2 separate regions of the Mus musculus genome follow, and region 2 is linked to region 1. Evidence: chromatin contacts called from public promoter capture Hi-C data. All regions are on one chromosome and are shown on one strand. Each heading gives the region's core, a stretch centred on a gene start, on an enhancer-like site or on the middle of the called end of the contact. The rest is flanking DNA. Distances are from core to core; before and after follow the strand shown. Region 1 holds the start of Cep68 (centrosomal protein 68). Region 2 has its middle 7.5 kb from the start of 4932414J04Rik.

Evidence for each region. Promoter capture Hi-C pulls out the DNA fragments that hold promoters and counts their contacts.
Region 2: a contact with region 1 is called in a promoter capture Hi-C map of liver, with 4 times the contacts expected there. The contact joins the enhancer-like site here to the promoter of Cep68 in region 1. A contact is called at or near these places in 4 of 39 promoter capture datasets (hippocampal neurons, liver and pre-B cells) and 1 of 115 datasets of contacts at active chromatin or transcription factors (large pre-B cells).

The regions. Positions count from the first base shown.
Region 1 is chr11:20,244,702-20,252,113 of GRCm38.p6, forward strand. Cep68 (centrosomal protein 68) reads right to left here and starts at 4,723. Exons shown (of 7, transcript NM_172260.3): 1 at 4,606-4,723.
Region 2 is chr11:21,515,005-21,522,416 of GRCm38.p6, forward strand. No RefSeq gene overlaps it. Among named protein-coding and RNA genes, the nearest start is that of 4932414J04Rik, 7.5 kb to the left of the region's middle. Within about 2 kb of position 2,862, at least 3 of the 459 cell types and tissues checked have an H3K27ac peak or open chromatin away from gene starts, as enhancers often do. A contact at or near this core is called in liver, where this site is marked.

The DNA.
Region 1 (7,412 bases), core at 3,473-5,972:
CACACACCTCACTCCACTGAAGAGGTAAGCTGTGTGCTTCACTGTCCTGCCTTCTCCAGTGTGTATCTGTGTGCACAGGCCCTCTACACCCAGCCAGGATGGACACACAGGGGAGTGAAGAAGACAGGGGTGTCTGCCTCCCCAGCCAGATGCACTGAATCCACTCTGGCTGTCAACGGGGAGACACATGAAGCTGGACCCCTCTCACACCTCACATCTACAGTCGTCTGCGTGCTAAGGAGCCAAGTCTAGGACCCAGCTCTTGATGAACCAAACAAGGATCAGTAAGAGCACAAGTCCAAAGGCACCCAGAGCCAAAGAGGGTGGGCGAGGACCGGGAGAGGGAGCGGCGAGTTCTGATGAGAGATTTTCATGGAGCCACATCCTCACCTTGTGGCTCCTTAACAAACTGCACGGACTACTTGTGTGTGTGGTGTGTTCTTACTGATCCTTGTTTGGTTCATCAAGAGCCGGGTTCTGGACTTGACTCCTTAGCACGCACACGATTCGGGAAGGGAGGAGAATCTGGCTGCATGAAAAGACATGTAATAAAAATGTGTTTCTTTTTAAATGAGCATTCGCACCCATAACACATAAGTAAATGTAATAAAAGTTTTTCTTTTTAGAAAGGCCTGAAACTTGGGGATTTCCACTGAAATAGTACTTCTAAAGATAGAATATATGTGGTTACTCTCCCAGTTCAGAGAATCGAATTGTTTACAATCTGATTATGAATCTGCCTACTAAATCACAGTCTATCCTGCACTGTCGTCTTGCCGCTCTGTAAAAGTGACTATGATGCTGCGGTTTACTTTGGCTCACAGTTCAAGAATGCAGTCTGCCACCACGGGGAAATCCTGGAAGGGGACCCATGGCTGCTGGTGACACTGCATGTGCAGTATCGCATGAAGTGATGCCTGCTTGAGAGACAGTGCTCACATTCTTCCTCATCATCCATTCTGGGGCCCCAGCCACAGGTAGGGTGGTACCCACCTCAATTAACCAAGTCTAACAATCCGTATAGATACACCAGAAAACTGTTTCCTACATGATTCCATATCCTGTCGGGCTGACAATAATAACCATAACTCCATACCCAAACACACTTAACCACTGTCAAGTCATGGCCTTCCTTCTTTTGTCCCCCACCCACTAATAGGTTCATTGCAAGATAACTAATGGAAAACACGTTCAGTCCAACATAAAAAAGAAAACTCACACTTTAACAGATCCAATACTGATTAAACATGTAACTGCAGGGGGCTAGAGAGACGGCTCTGAGGTGAAGAGCACTGACTACTCTACCAGAGGACCCAGGTTTGATTCCCAGCATCTACATCGTGGCTCACAACCACCTGAAATGCCAGTTTTAGGGATCTGATTATCTATTCTGGCCTCCTCAGGCATCAGACTCGCATGTGGTACATACATAGATATACATACAGCCAAAACACTCATATACATATAAAAAAAGCATAGCCACCACTAAGTCTCTTCTGAAACTCAATAAATCTCTGATGTGTAAGCTCCTATACAATAAAAAACCAAAGTTACATACTTGCAGCATCGAGTGTTTAGGATATACACTCCCATCCCCACAGGGAAGAATGCAGTGATAGCAAAGAGTACGATCAAAGCAAGACCAAGCGCAGGAGAGCAAACACCAACTCTTGCAGCTCCACAGGAGCTGGCATTTGGGACCCATAATGCAACACTTTGGGTTCCAAAGGGCTTGGGTAGCCCTGCCTTTCCAGATGCTTGTACCACCTCTCTTGAGTAGGCCCCAGTCCACACATGCAGCTTTCCTTTACAGATGTACCATGTTTAGTCATTGCCAGCATAAAAAGTAAACGCTGCACCCTGCTCCTCTTTATGAGAAAGAGCACAGAACTGCTACTCAAGGGACTACTTATCCTCTAGCATCTTCCAGGGAGCACCACAAACTCACCCTCAAACCTCTCAGGTAGTTCTCAGAGCCTGCAAAGGCTACTTGACCCATCAGCTATCACCATGTTCAGCACTGTGTATATGTTAACAGCAGGGGACACCTGACCTTTCCTGGTATCTGTTGAGTCACCCTCAAGCAAGCTCATCCCAGCTGCCTGCCTTCTTCCCACACATTCCTGTTTAGAGCAAATGGGAGAGGACTGGCAAGTTGGGGAGGGGGGGCACTTTCACTTCTGTCTAACTCATTCAAATAGATGCATGATTCACCAAGGAGCAAATCTCTGAACAACAAAAAATTCCCGTGTGATTCTTTAAGTAGCAACTCCCTTGGAAACAAATGCATGCATCCCAACTGTCAACATTTCTGTTCTGACAAGTGCTGTCTGTGTACCCATGGCCACTGACAGCCACCTGTACTGGCAGGGATGCCCCTTTCAGTTTGGGGCCTCAACAATGAAACGTCACAGGACTCACAGGTAGCGAGAAATGCCATAAATACCCAGCAGCAGATCATGTCTAGTAAGCAAGAAAGAGGAAGGGAGCGAGTGGGAAGATGGAGCCCAGCAGGGCTTGGAGCTTCAAGGCTTCTGGAGTGTCACAGTGGAGGTCACGCTAGGCAGGACGGCAACAGTGAAGTCCGTAATGACAAAAGAGAAGACAGACTTGAGCTGGCTCTGAGGCTAGCTTCAAGCAGGGTGGATATCAGGAAAACTGTGGTCACAGATTGAAGAAAGGAGACACGTTCTCACAAACTGCCCTCTCCCCACCACATGCAGTATGCTGCCTCTGACCTCCACACAAAATAACTGTTTCACATGATGGGGATTCCTGAGGAGAGCTATAGTGAGGGACAGATACAAGCGACACACACTGCATACACATATGAAAACTTCCTCTTTAGAATTAGCTTTGAGGTTTTATTTTTGTGTACATGTATGTTGTACCTACAGAAGTCAGAAGAGGGGTGGGTCCCCTGGGACTGAAGTTGTAGAGGCCAGGTTGGTGTTGGGAACTGAGCCTGGGTCCTCTAGAACGGCAGCCAGTGCACATAACTGCTAAGCGAGCTCTCCAGCCCCTATATGAAATGTTCAAAAAATTAAAATTTTTAAGAAATTTCAACTTTGTGGTCATGTGGGTGGATAGTGGTGGTGTAGTGGTACTGCCCTGACAGAGGGGTGGGCAGTGGTGGCCCAAGGCCTGGTACATATTTTCAGAGCCTCTTCCTGCCACAACAGGGTAAGGACTTTAAAAGCATAAATCTAAGAATACTCTCTGGGGTCAGAGCAGCAATCACAAAAGGTTTGAGGGATGGCCTCAAGACAGAAAGACAGACACCAGAAGAAGCAAGAGTTATACAGATATTTGGTAGTGGTACCTGGGTGGGTGGGTGGGTGGGGCATCTTAAGACAGGTCTCTGTGTTTATATAGCTCAGTCTCAGAGATCCACCTGCCTCTCTCTCCCGAGTGCTCTGGTAGGTCTAAGTATTTCTTCTTATCTTAGGTATTTTATAAACCTTGGAATTGGCACTATTACTCTTCCTAGCCATGTTTTTTTGTCCTGTCGTGCTGGGGCCTAAATTCCACTTTATAGATGAGAGAACTAAGGCACACGTGAATTTATCCTGAATTAGTAGTATGAAAGGGACTAAAGTCTGAATTGATTCAGAGAGCCCAGCTGCTTCCTTAACCTGTAAAAATAATCCAACAACTTAAAGGCTTTTAAAAGTTCCGGTTCCCTCAACGTTGGGCTTCACTTGTTCTTGTTTTCTTTTGGTTTCCTTCCCTTACAGACCTTTCATCCTGTTAGGGGGCGGGGAAACCACTTCATTGCCAACCCAGGCCCATATGGGCTGCCCAGAGAAGGGTATGTTTTTCAGTTGTGGGGGTAGGGAAAAAGTTTTTAAAAGCTTCTGTGATGATGTGAAGCTGGGTTCCCTTACACCCACTGTTCCTAAGTGATCCAGAATTTAACCCAGTCCGCTGGAGAGAACTAGGTGAGTAGTGGCTTGTATTTGAACCAAGCCCAAAGCAAAAAGTGTCGCAAGCTGTATACCAGACTACCTCTTTCCTTGTCTCGGACCCCATCAATTCCCAGTAAGGTCTACTCTGCTCGGGCACTGGGAGTTTTTAGCTTTTATTATTATTTTTTTAATTTTTAATTGAATAAAACATGGTAATTATAAAATTACTAAGTTTGGGGCATGTGCTCCCGGGCTGCTGAGACTGGCTAACAGGTGACAGATGACAAGGGTAGATCTTAGAGATAAAAAGTGCGCCGCTTTGCTTTCCTCCTCCGGATGCGTTCACTGGGCCATGGAAGCAGCAGCCGTCCAGACGCGAGCGGCTGTGGCTGTGACCCGCCGGTTCTCCGCGACCAAGGTCGACGCGCGCACAGCTGCATGGGGCTGCCAGAGGTGCGGCCCCACGCGCTCTGCAGGCCGCGCTGGCCCTCCACAGCCTGCCCCTCCGCTCGCCTCCACCCGGCACGGTCCGCAAGATGGAGGCGAACGCGCGAGGCGCCCCCATCGCGGCCAGCCTTTGTGCCCTCCAGGCCGCGGGCCTCCCCCAGGGTCCCCCACGCGGAGCCCCGGGCACGAGGGGAATGCCCCGACTCGAGTCTTGGCGCCGCGACACTCGAGCCGGCCACAGCCTTTTTACCTCACTCCACACCGCCGCACGTCCCGAGCGACCCGCGTAGCTGGGCCAGGGTCCCAGGCGGCGACGACGGGGCCTCCCGCGGGCGCCCGCACTCCTGGGGAGGGAGGGCCAGGCGCCCGCCACGCCCTCCGCCCTTGCCGCTTCTCCGCGGAGGACGCCCCATGAAGCAACCAATCCAAACTCTCCGTTCGGATGCTTCACCAATCCACAGCTCGTATCTGCCATGGGAACCCGCCCCCTGCAGGACCCTGGCCTATGGGTGGCCGGAGCTTCTTTCTCCGCTGTCCGGACGCGCGTGCCAGCTGGGTGTTCGCGGTCCTGGCGTCCACGCAGGCCCACGCGGATAGCAAGGCGCGCTCTCCGCGGATCGAAGGCTTGCGGTGTTTGGGTCGACGTGCTCTCCGCGGCTGGGAGGGTGGTTCCAGGCTTGGTGCTCCCCTTTTGCGTTGTGTGGAACCCCCAGGGCATGTCCGAATCTGGGCATCGGGCAGAAGTTGGGCGAGGGGACCAGGTGTGGGTCGAGCTCCCTCCCTCCCCCCACCCCCGGCCCCTCGCCACCGTCCTGAGACTCTGAGGCTCAGGAGGCCCAGCCTGTCTCACCAGTAGTGGGAGAAGGGACTTCCACAGTGTTCTGGGCCTGTGAAGTTTAGAGAAGGAGCTGGACTGATCTTAACACGACAGAGACTTAATCCAACCTAAGACCACAAACTTAACTGCCAGGCTGGCCTGCCTGGCCATAGTGCTCCTTCTGCCTCGGCTTCCCCAGTGCAGGGAGTACAGGCAAACCCTATCATGCCCAGCTTTTTATTTGGCTTTGTTTTGTGTGTGTGTGTGTGTGTGTGTGTGTGTGTGTGTGTGTGTGTGGAGAGAGAGAGAGAGAGAGAGAGAGAGAGAGAGAGAGAGAGAGAGAGAGAGTGAGTGTAAATTTCATCGTATCCCAGGCTGAATTTGAACTCCTGATTTTGTCCCAGTCTTCCCCATACTGGGTGTTTTAAAGTAAAAGTGTATTGTTATATGCAAGGCCTTGAATTCTCTCTTCAACCCAGAAGGAAAAAGTTAAAAAGGAATTCAGAACCGAAATGTGTCAAATAGGTAGGTAGCATTTACCAGCGTGTATCCAGTTACTTGTTTAAAGGAAAAAATAAATAAAGGACGTATGAAGTCATTTAGCAGTAAATATGGTAATGCGATTGAGCACCTGGATGGTCTCAACCAGATGTGTTCTGTACTCTTCTTTGACTTTGGCCCAGCGGCCTTCTCTAAGTGTTCTTGCTCAGTTGGAAGGGCGTCCTGAAACACAGAAGCCCAGGAACCACACTGCTCTAAGAGGAAGCCTCCTAACTGAGGTGTTGCAGCTCCCAGGGGGAGGGTATCCCCAGCTCAGCCCCACTCCTGTTCTTTCCTTCTCTTCATTGCTTCTTGGCTTCTGATGAGAGAGTACCACCAGGCAGCAAAGCTCATAAAAGATATTTATTGGAGGGTCCAAAATGTGGAGGGATGAATCCAGGGGTGGCCACCTCCGCTCCAGGAGCAGAGAGCAGGGAATTGAACAAAGAGCAGGGCTTATATAGGGTTTCTTAGTGGGTGGGGCTTTTCAGGACAGAGATTTCCAGGATGAGGATTGGTAGGATTTCAAGTCCTGAGCTTGGGGAGCTCAGGGATTGGTGGATTCTTGTGCTCAGGGATTACTATGTTTTTGTTTGAAGCTCAGGGATTGGTGGGTTTTTTTTCCCCACCCCTTTTCCTTGCATCGGGCCTATGGGTTGGGATGGGAGGACCTTCCCAGCCACAGGCTGCTTTGGCTGAGGCTCCATCACTGCCCAGCTGCTTGGGGAGGCTGGACGAGGTGTTGCCATTGTGAACAGCTCCTGTGATGGTTATTTCACGGTAAGCTGAGATGGGAAAAGTGGTACCAGCTTCTGTGGGGCACCTCCTGCAGACTGAGGAGATGGCGTTGTTTTGATAGTTGCTGTTTTTTGATAACTCCAGTGGTGGTGGTATTTTACAGAGGCAGGCTGGCACCAGTGTGACAGATCTTGCACCACTCAGGGACTACACCACCTTCTCACCTTCTACCCTATTTGCTCCTCCTCCTCCTCTTCCTCTCCCCAGTCATCTCCCCCTTCCTCCCCCACTTCCCCATTATCCTTCTCCTTTCTCTCCCTCCCCCTCCTTATTGAGACAAGGGCTCATATATCCCAGGCTAGACTGGAATCACTCTGAATGTCTGAGGTCCTCCTACCATGCTGGGATTGGAGATCCATGCCACCACACCTGGTAGACGTGCTGGCACAGTCAACCCAGAGCCTCATGTATGCTCAGCAAGTGCTCAAACAACTGAGCTACATCACATCACCAGACCCCTGCTCTTTTTAATCCTTGGCATAAAGAAGAACCTACTATAGTTTCATTTGTTGTCTTAATAAGGCAAGTTGATTTTTCTGAGCCTGCAGAGTATGGTAGTGATTGCCAGGACTTTACATGATCACAACCAAAACAGTGAAGTGTACCAGTGAGTGAAACTTTAACATTCTCCAAAACAGGAAGGCGTGATTCCTATGAGACATTTATTCCTATGTCATATTCATCTTGATCTCTTCTGTTTTATTCATTGATACTTTCTGAATATAGGTGCAAATAATATTTTTGCATTATACTCCAAGTCTTTTTATTTTATTTATTTATTTATTTGGTTTTTCGAGACAGGGTTTCTCTGTGTAGCTTATTTTATTTTTTTATGACATTATTTGTGTGTGTGTTGGGGGGGGGGTGTCACACACCACAGTGGGAGTGTAGATAACAGAGGA
Region 2 (7,412 bases), core at 1,612-4,111, 1.3 Mb after region 1:
TTGAGAGGCTGGTCCCACAGCTGCTTGAGAAGCTCATCTCATCTTGCAGTGTCTCTCCTTGTTGGTCAGTCATCCCATGGAACCCAGAATGCTGAAACTGACAGGTATAAGATGAAATCTCAAAGCAGGTTTGATTTGCATTTCTCTGAAAGCTTAGGATGCTGAACATTTCTTTAAGTGTTCCTCAGCTATTTTAGTTTCCTTTTTAGAAAAATTTCAGTTTAGATCTGTGCCCCCATTTTTTGGGGGGGGGGTTGGATTATTTGGTTTGTTGATGTCTAGTTTCTGTTTTTTTTTTTTTTTATATACATTTTGGATATTCACCCTCTGTCAGATGTAGAGTTGGTGAAAATCTTTTCCCATTCTTCAGGCTGCAGCTTTGTCTGAATGATGATCATTTTTGCCTTATAGAAACTTTTCAGTTTCTTGAGGTCCCATTTTTTAATTGTTGATTTTAATGTCTGTGTTATTGTTCTGTTCAGGAAGTTGTCTCCTCTGCTGATTGAGTTGAAAGCTATTCACCACTGTCTCTTCTATCAGGTTCAGTGCATCTGATTTAATATTGATGTTTTTAAATCCAGTTCCAGTTGATTTTATGCAGGGTGATGGGTCTATTTGCATTCTTCTACCTGTAGACAGCCAGTTAGACTAGCACTGTTAGTTAAAGGTGCTGTCTTTTATCTACTGTATATTTCTTGCCTTTATTAAAAGTGTTTATAATTAACACTTTTAATAATTAAAGTGTGTGGATTTATGTCTGGGTCTTCAATTCAATTTCATTGATCAATGTTTCTGTTTTTATGTCAATTTGAAGTTGGGAATAATGATACCTTCAGGAGTTATTTTTATTATTCAAGATTGCTTTTTTGCAATCTTGGGCTGTGTGTATGAGTGTTTCCACATAAAACTGAAAACTGTTCTTTCAAAAATTAGCTTAAATTGGTAGGTGTCGCTAGAGGGAACCCATATATTTTCTCCACAACTTTCTCTACGTTCACTCCACAGAAACTGCACATATTTAAAGTTTATAGTTCATTATGTTTTAACATATTTGTGTATCTCTAATTTCATCACTACAAAGGCTCAAAATTTAAATTGCCACACCACCTCCAGTATGATCTGTGTGACAATTTCCACAGACTGAGGTGATTGACCTCAAAAGGGGGAGGCATCCTGGAACCAGTTGTAGAACTCTTCACTGGAGAAAAAATATTGAGCCGTAGTTCTCATGGCAATCTATCTGTTATGTTTTCTCTTATTCCTTTTCTTATTTACATGTTCCTGATAGCCTAGGCCAAGATCTTAAGCAAGAATAATGGGTAAGAAACCATCCCTAGAGATGAGGCCACTAACATGACCTTATCTCCAGGGAAACCAACGCGTTACTTTCTAAATCATTTACAAAACTAATATGATAAAAACTTTCCCAACAATAAAATTTCATATGGCTACATGTGGGTCATCGGAGGTGGATTTTGGTATATGGTAAAGAAAGCCTTAATTAGAAATAATTAAAATAATTTAAATTTATGCATTGAAGATTTATATAAAATCAGGCACTAGATGTTAAATAATAATTGACCATGGGGCTGGAAAGTTAGTTCAGAGGTTAAGAGCACTAACTGTTAAAGATTTATTAACCTGCTCCTGGAAATATGTCACTAGCCTTGGATGACAGCCTCCAAGGAATACATCCTTTTAGAATTGTTATATTTTGATGATTTTTATAATGATGTTACCTGTTCTGTTTGTGATTCACTGAATACATAGTTTCAGAGTTGTAATGCTTGAATAATTTTTGTGCTTTACTATGCCAAATGATTTTTTTTTGGTATTTGTGATTGTTTCACTGGATATAGTTTCTAAGAGATGTAATGTTTGGTTTTTTAGTGTATAAAATCCCCTGCTTGAGAGCTGCAAAATACACTCAGATTAAAACTGCCTATGTGTTTGTTTCTGTTTGTTACCACCAAATCCTTACCCACCTAGCTTCAAGGACCCTCATTCCAGGGACCCCCATACCCAACTGGGGTGGTCCATGGCATTAAATAAACATTTATGAATGTTTACAGTGTTGCATTTCATCATAAGATGAACATCCTAAGATTTTAACCAAAAGTGTTTACACTGGGCCTATCTAGGCCACATTTTGTGGATTTGTGGACTCTATAGGTAGGAAATATAAGAATATTTTATTGTTGACTTCCTTAACTCTCCAGCAGAGAATGCCTATGGGACTTAGAATGGATGGCTGTATTTGTGTGGGATAGGATTAGTGGTGCAGTTCAGTGTGCTCAGTGTGGTCTCATAGTGTTAAGTAGATGAAAGCTATAGGACAGCAGAAGATAAAAATGCTTGGTAGGAGCAAGCTTTGCCTGTAGCAAGATCAAAAAACACTGGCAGCAAGGTGATTAGGCTCTAGAGACTCAGGTCACATGACTAATCTGTTTCCAGTCTGAAGTACGAATCTATTTCCCGTGGGATCACGTGAGAAACGGATTCACCAAAGCCGTGAGGAAATTTGAGAAAATAGCCTATCTTTCAAATTGTGTGAACTGGAAACTTTGGAAAGTCAGTTCTATTAAAGAGCATTTTCCAGAAGTGGACATAGATGAGAGGATGTTTTGATAAGGCAGGCACATAAAGGAATGTTTTTGCTGAAACAGACACAGGTGAAAGAATGTTTTGCTGAAGCAAGCTCATGAAAGGACACATGAAGGATTCTTCACTAATGACAGGCATGTATTGGTTTGCCTTGCATTGCATTGATGAGTTCAATTTCTTGTGACTCCATAGAGAGAAACTCATGAGGTTCCCAAGGACTCTGACCGATTGGCAGAGATATGTGAGCTGATGCAGACTCACGTGGAGTTTTGCTAAGACAGACTCACATGCCGAGGTAAGACTTGTGGTGAGGCAAGACCCGTGGAGGGCACGTGATGTTTGGAGGGAGTGTAAACAGGACTCAATGGACAGTGACAGGGTCTTCCATCGGTCTATTTGCAATGCTTCTTGGTCTCGAGTCTTCACTGATCTTCACTTTGTTGAGAGAGAGGCATGGCAACGAACTTCTCCTAGCATAGTCACTCCGGCTGACTGGTGCTGATTTGGCTGAGGCCTGGCTATACCTACTGGGTCATGCCACCATTGCTTATTCATGTTTGCCATCTTGACAATACTGAACTGAACTGCTGATGTATTTGTGAAGTGTTTGCAAGTGGGTCAGGCTGCTGCTACTGACCTGTGAACTGAACTGCTGATTTCCTGACAACACAGATTGGATTTGCTCTGAAGAACAATTTCTAAACAGGTTCACTTCTGGTGTCCTAATAATCTTTCTTTTCTACTACCTCTGGTGAATGCTGGGCTAGAAAGAAGGTTAAATCATTTAAGAACCCTTATTAAAGTAGGTTTTGAAAAATTTAAGCTTACACTGACGTTTTAAAACCTACAAAAGAACCCACTTCTATTAGAATGTCTCTTAGAAATATGCAACTGTCCCTAGTAATGTCCACTGAAATTACACAGTAGGCATCAAAGTTGGTCTTCTAAAACCTGACTTCCTTCCCACTATACAGCTCAGAAACTGTTTTTATTTGCAATTAGAAGGGTGTCTCCACGCAGAGGAGAGGTTTTGTTTTCAAAAGCCATTTCATTTGCAAGGATCTTTGAAGCATTCTAGCATTCATTTGAATTGCATTAACATCCAAGAAGGATGTTCCTGAAAGCTGTCAGAGTCTAAAATGATGCCTGTGTTTTGGAACAGAGAAGCTTCAGTGTAAATATCTCAACCGTGATTTTCTTAGGATAGCAATCACTAATGGCAATTCCACAGATATCAGCCCCAAACCAGTTGTTGAATTTAAATTGTATTTCTAATGTCTTGGCTTCAAACAAGGGAAATAACACTCTCAAGACCATAAAGTCTTTATACCATTGTGTATGTTGGTAAAGTCCTTTTTCCTGTATGGGGACATATGGCAGGAAAATTCACTACCACATTCTCAAAGAAGTATAAAACATTTAAATGGATATTTAAATGTTAAGAATGGACAATCAGGAGCTGGGCGTGGTGGCGTACTCCTTTAATCCCAGCACTTGGGAGGCAGAGGCAGGCAGATTTCTGAGTTCGAGGCCAGCCTGGTCTACAGAGTCAGTTCCAGGACAGTCAGGGTTATACAGAAAAACCCTGTTTCGAAAAACAAAACAAAACAAAAAGACAATCAGGAGCCAGTGAAGAGGTTAATTGGGTAGAGGCAATTGCTGCTAAACTTAACAACCTGAGTTTGATCCCTGGGATTCATGTGACAGAAAGAGAGAACCAAATCTCTTCATTGCTCTTTGACTTCCACACATGAGCCACGGTACATAAACACACACACACACACACACACACACACACACACACAAAGACAGAGAAAGAGACAGAGACAGAGTTAAATGAAAACAATGTAGTAAAACTTTTTAAATTAAAAAATGGAAAAACACATTACAGATGAATTAAATCCACGTCAACTATAAAATTTTAAAAATCTACTTCCAGTTTCTCCATAATGGTTCAAGAGTCACAAATACAATACCTAAAATAGAAGTAAACTCCTAATATTCCAACATGAAGGCACTCTATACCTTCCTGTGAATGTCATACAGCCTGCTATTTAGATACCTAAGTCACTCTGCACTCCACCTTCCTATGGCAGAGTATTCACCAATCATTTTCTGTTATTAAATGTTATAAATATCGTCTTCAAAATCTTAAAACCCTCAGAGTTCACCCCCAATTCTGCTGTTATTGTTCAACAACAAGGGATTTGATTTCTGCTTTCTTTCAACTCTTCCACCCGTGTCAAAGTGGGAGTCAATCCACATTTACTTCACAACTGTTCTGCTTTCTAACTTTTCCTTCCAGTTATTCATATCTAACCTAAAGGCAATGAAATTACATTAGAGGGTGGTTTTCATAAACTTGAGTAATTTTCAAAATCATATTTCAACTCTGAACTTTGTTCTTAAAGACCCTGGTATCTTCTTTGTTCTCTTGTTTCTTTATAATAAAACTAAAAGTAACTTATATTCCTACACATATCTTTACACCAAGTTTGGAAGAGGGTACAGGGAACTCACAGTTAATGGCTAAATTACTTTTTTTTTTTTTAGTGTCTGACAGTTTCATATTTATCTAATAAATTCTAGTCATTTTCAACCCTACTCCCTCTTCCACCTACATTTTCTGGTGGAACCCACTCAACAAGGGTTCCATCTCTCTCGCTCTCTCTTTTTTTATTAGATATTTTCTTTATTTACATTTCAAATGTTATCCCCTTTCCTAGTTTCCCCTTCAGAAATCCCCTATCTCCACCCCACTCCACCTGCTTCCCGACCCAGCCACTTCCTCTTCCTGGCCCTGTGATTCCCTTATACTGGGGCATAGAACCTTCACAGGACCAAGGGCCTCTCCTCCCATTGATGGCCAAGTAGACCATCCTCTGCTACATATGCAGCTAGAGCCATGAGTCCTACCATGTGTTTTCTTTAACTTGGTAGTTTAGTCCCAGGGAACTCTGGGGGTACTGGTTAGTTCATATTCTTGTTCCTATTAGGGGGCTGCAAACCCCTTCAGCTCCCTGAGTACTTTCTCTAGTTCCTTCATTGGGGACCCTGTACTCCGTCCAATGGATGACTGTGAGCTTCCAGTTCTATATTTGCCAGGCACTGGCAGAGCATCACAGGAGACAGCTATACTAGGCTCCTGTCAGCAAAATCTTGTTGGCATCTGCAATAGTGTCTGGGTTTGGAGGTTGTTTATGGGATGGATGCCCAGGAGAGAAAGTTTCTGGATGGTCATGCCTTCAGTCTCTGCTCCGAACTATGTCTCTGTAACTCCTTCCATGGGTATATTGTTCTGCCTTCTAAGAAGGATCCAAGTGTCCACACTTTGGTATTCCTTCTTCTTGAGTTTCATGTGTTTTGCAAATTGTATCTTGGGTATTTTGAGTTTCTGGGCTAATATCCAATTATCAGTGAATGCATATCATGTGTATTCTTTTGTGATTGGGTTACCTCACTCAGGATGATATCCTCCAGATCCATCCATTTGCCTACGAATTTCATGAATTCATTGTTTTTAATAGCTGAGTGTAAATGTATCACATTTTCTGTATCCATTCCTCTGTTGAAGGACGTCTGGGTTCTATGCAGCTTCTAGGTATTATAAATAAGGCTGCTATGAACATAGTGCAGCATGTGTCCTTATTACAAGTTGGAGCATCTTCTGGGTATAAGCCCAGGAATGGTATTGCTGGATCTTCCAGTAGTACTATGTCCAACTTTTTGAGGAAACACCAAACTGATTTCCAGATTGGTTGTAAGACCTTGCAATCCCATCAGCAATGGAGAAGTGTTCTTTTTCTCCACAACCTCGTCAGCATCTGCTGTAATCTGGGTTTTTTACCTTAGCCATTCTGACTGCTGTGAGGTGGAATCTCAAGGAGGTTTTGACTTGCATTTCCCTGATGACAAAGGATGTTAAACATTTTTTTAGGTGCTTCTCAGTCATTCAGTATTCCTCAGTTGAGAATTCTTTGTTTAGCTCCGTACCCCATTTTTTAATAGGGTTATTTGATTTTCTGGATTCAAACTTCTTGAGTTCTTTATATATATTGGATATTAACCCCCCATTGGATTTAGGACTGGTAAAGATCTTTTCCCAATCTGTTGGTTGCCGTTTTGTCTTATTGTCATTGTCCTTTGCCTTACAGAAGCTTTGCAATTTTATGAGGTCCCATTTGTTGATTCTTGATCTTACAGCATAAGCCATTGGTGTTCTGTTCAGTAATATTTCCCCTTTGAGGCCCCTCCCCACTTTCTCCTTTATAAGTTTTAGTGTCTCTGGTTTTATGTAGAGTTCTTTGATCCATTTAGACTTGAGATTTGTACAAGGAGATAAGAATGGATCAATTCACATTCTTCTACATGATAACCATCAGTTGAGACAGCACCATTTGTTGAAAATGCTGGGTTTTTTTCCACTGGGTAGTTTTAGCTCCTTTGTCAAAGATCAAGTGTAGATTCATTTCTGGGTCTTCAATTCTATTCCACTGAACTACCTGTCTGTTGATGTACCAGTACCATGCAATTTTTAAAATCACAATTGCTCTGTAGAACAGCTTGAGGTCAAGCATGGTGATTCCACCAGAGGTTCTTTTATTGTTGAGAATAGTTTTCGCTATCCTGGGTTTTTTGTTATTCCAGATAAATTTGTAAATCGCCCTTTCTAACTCAGTGAAAAATTGAGTTGGATTTTTGATGGGGATTGCATTGAGTCTGTAGATTGCTTTCAGCAAGATGGCCATTTTCACTATATTAATCCTGCCAATCAATGAGCATGGGAGAACTTTCCATCTTCTGAGATC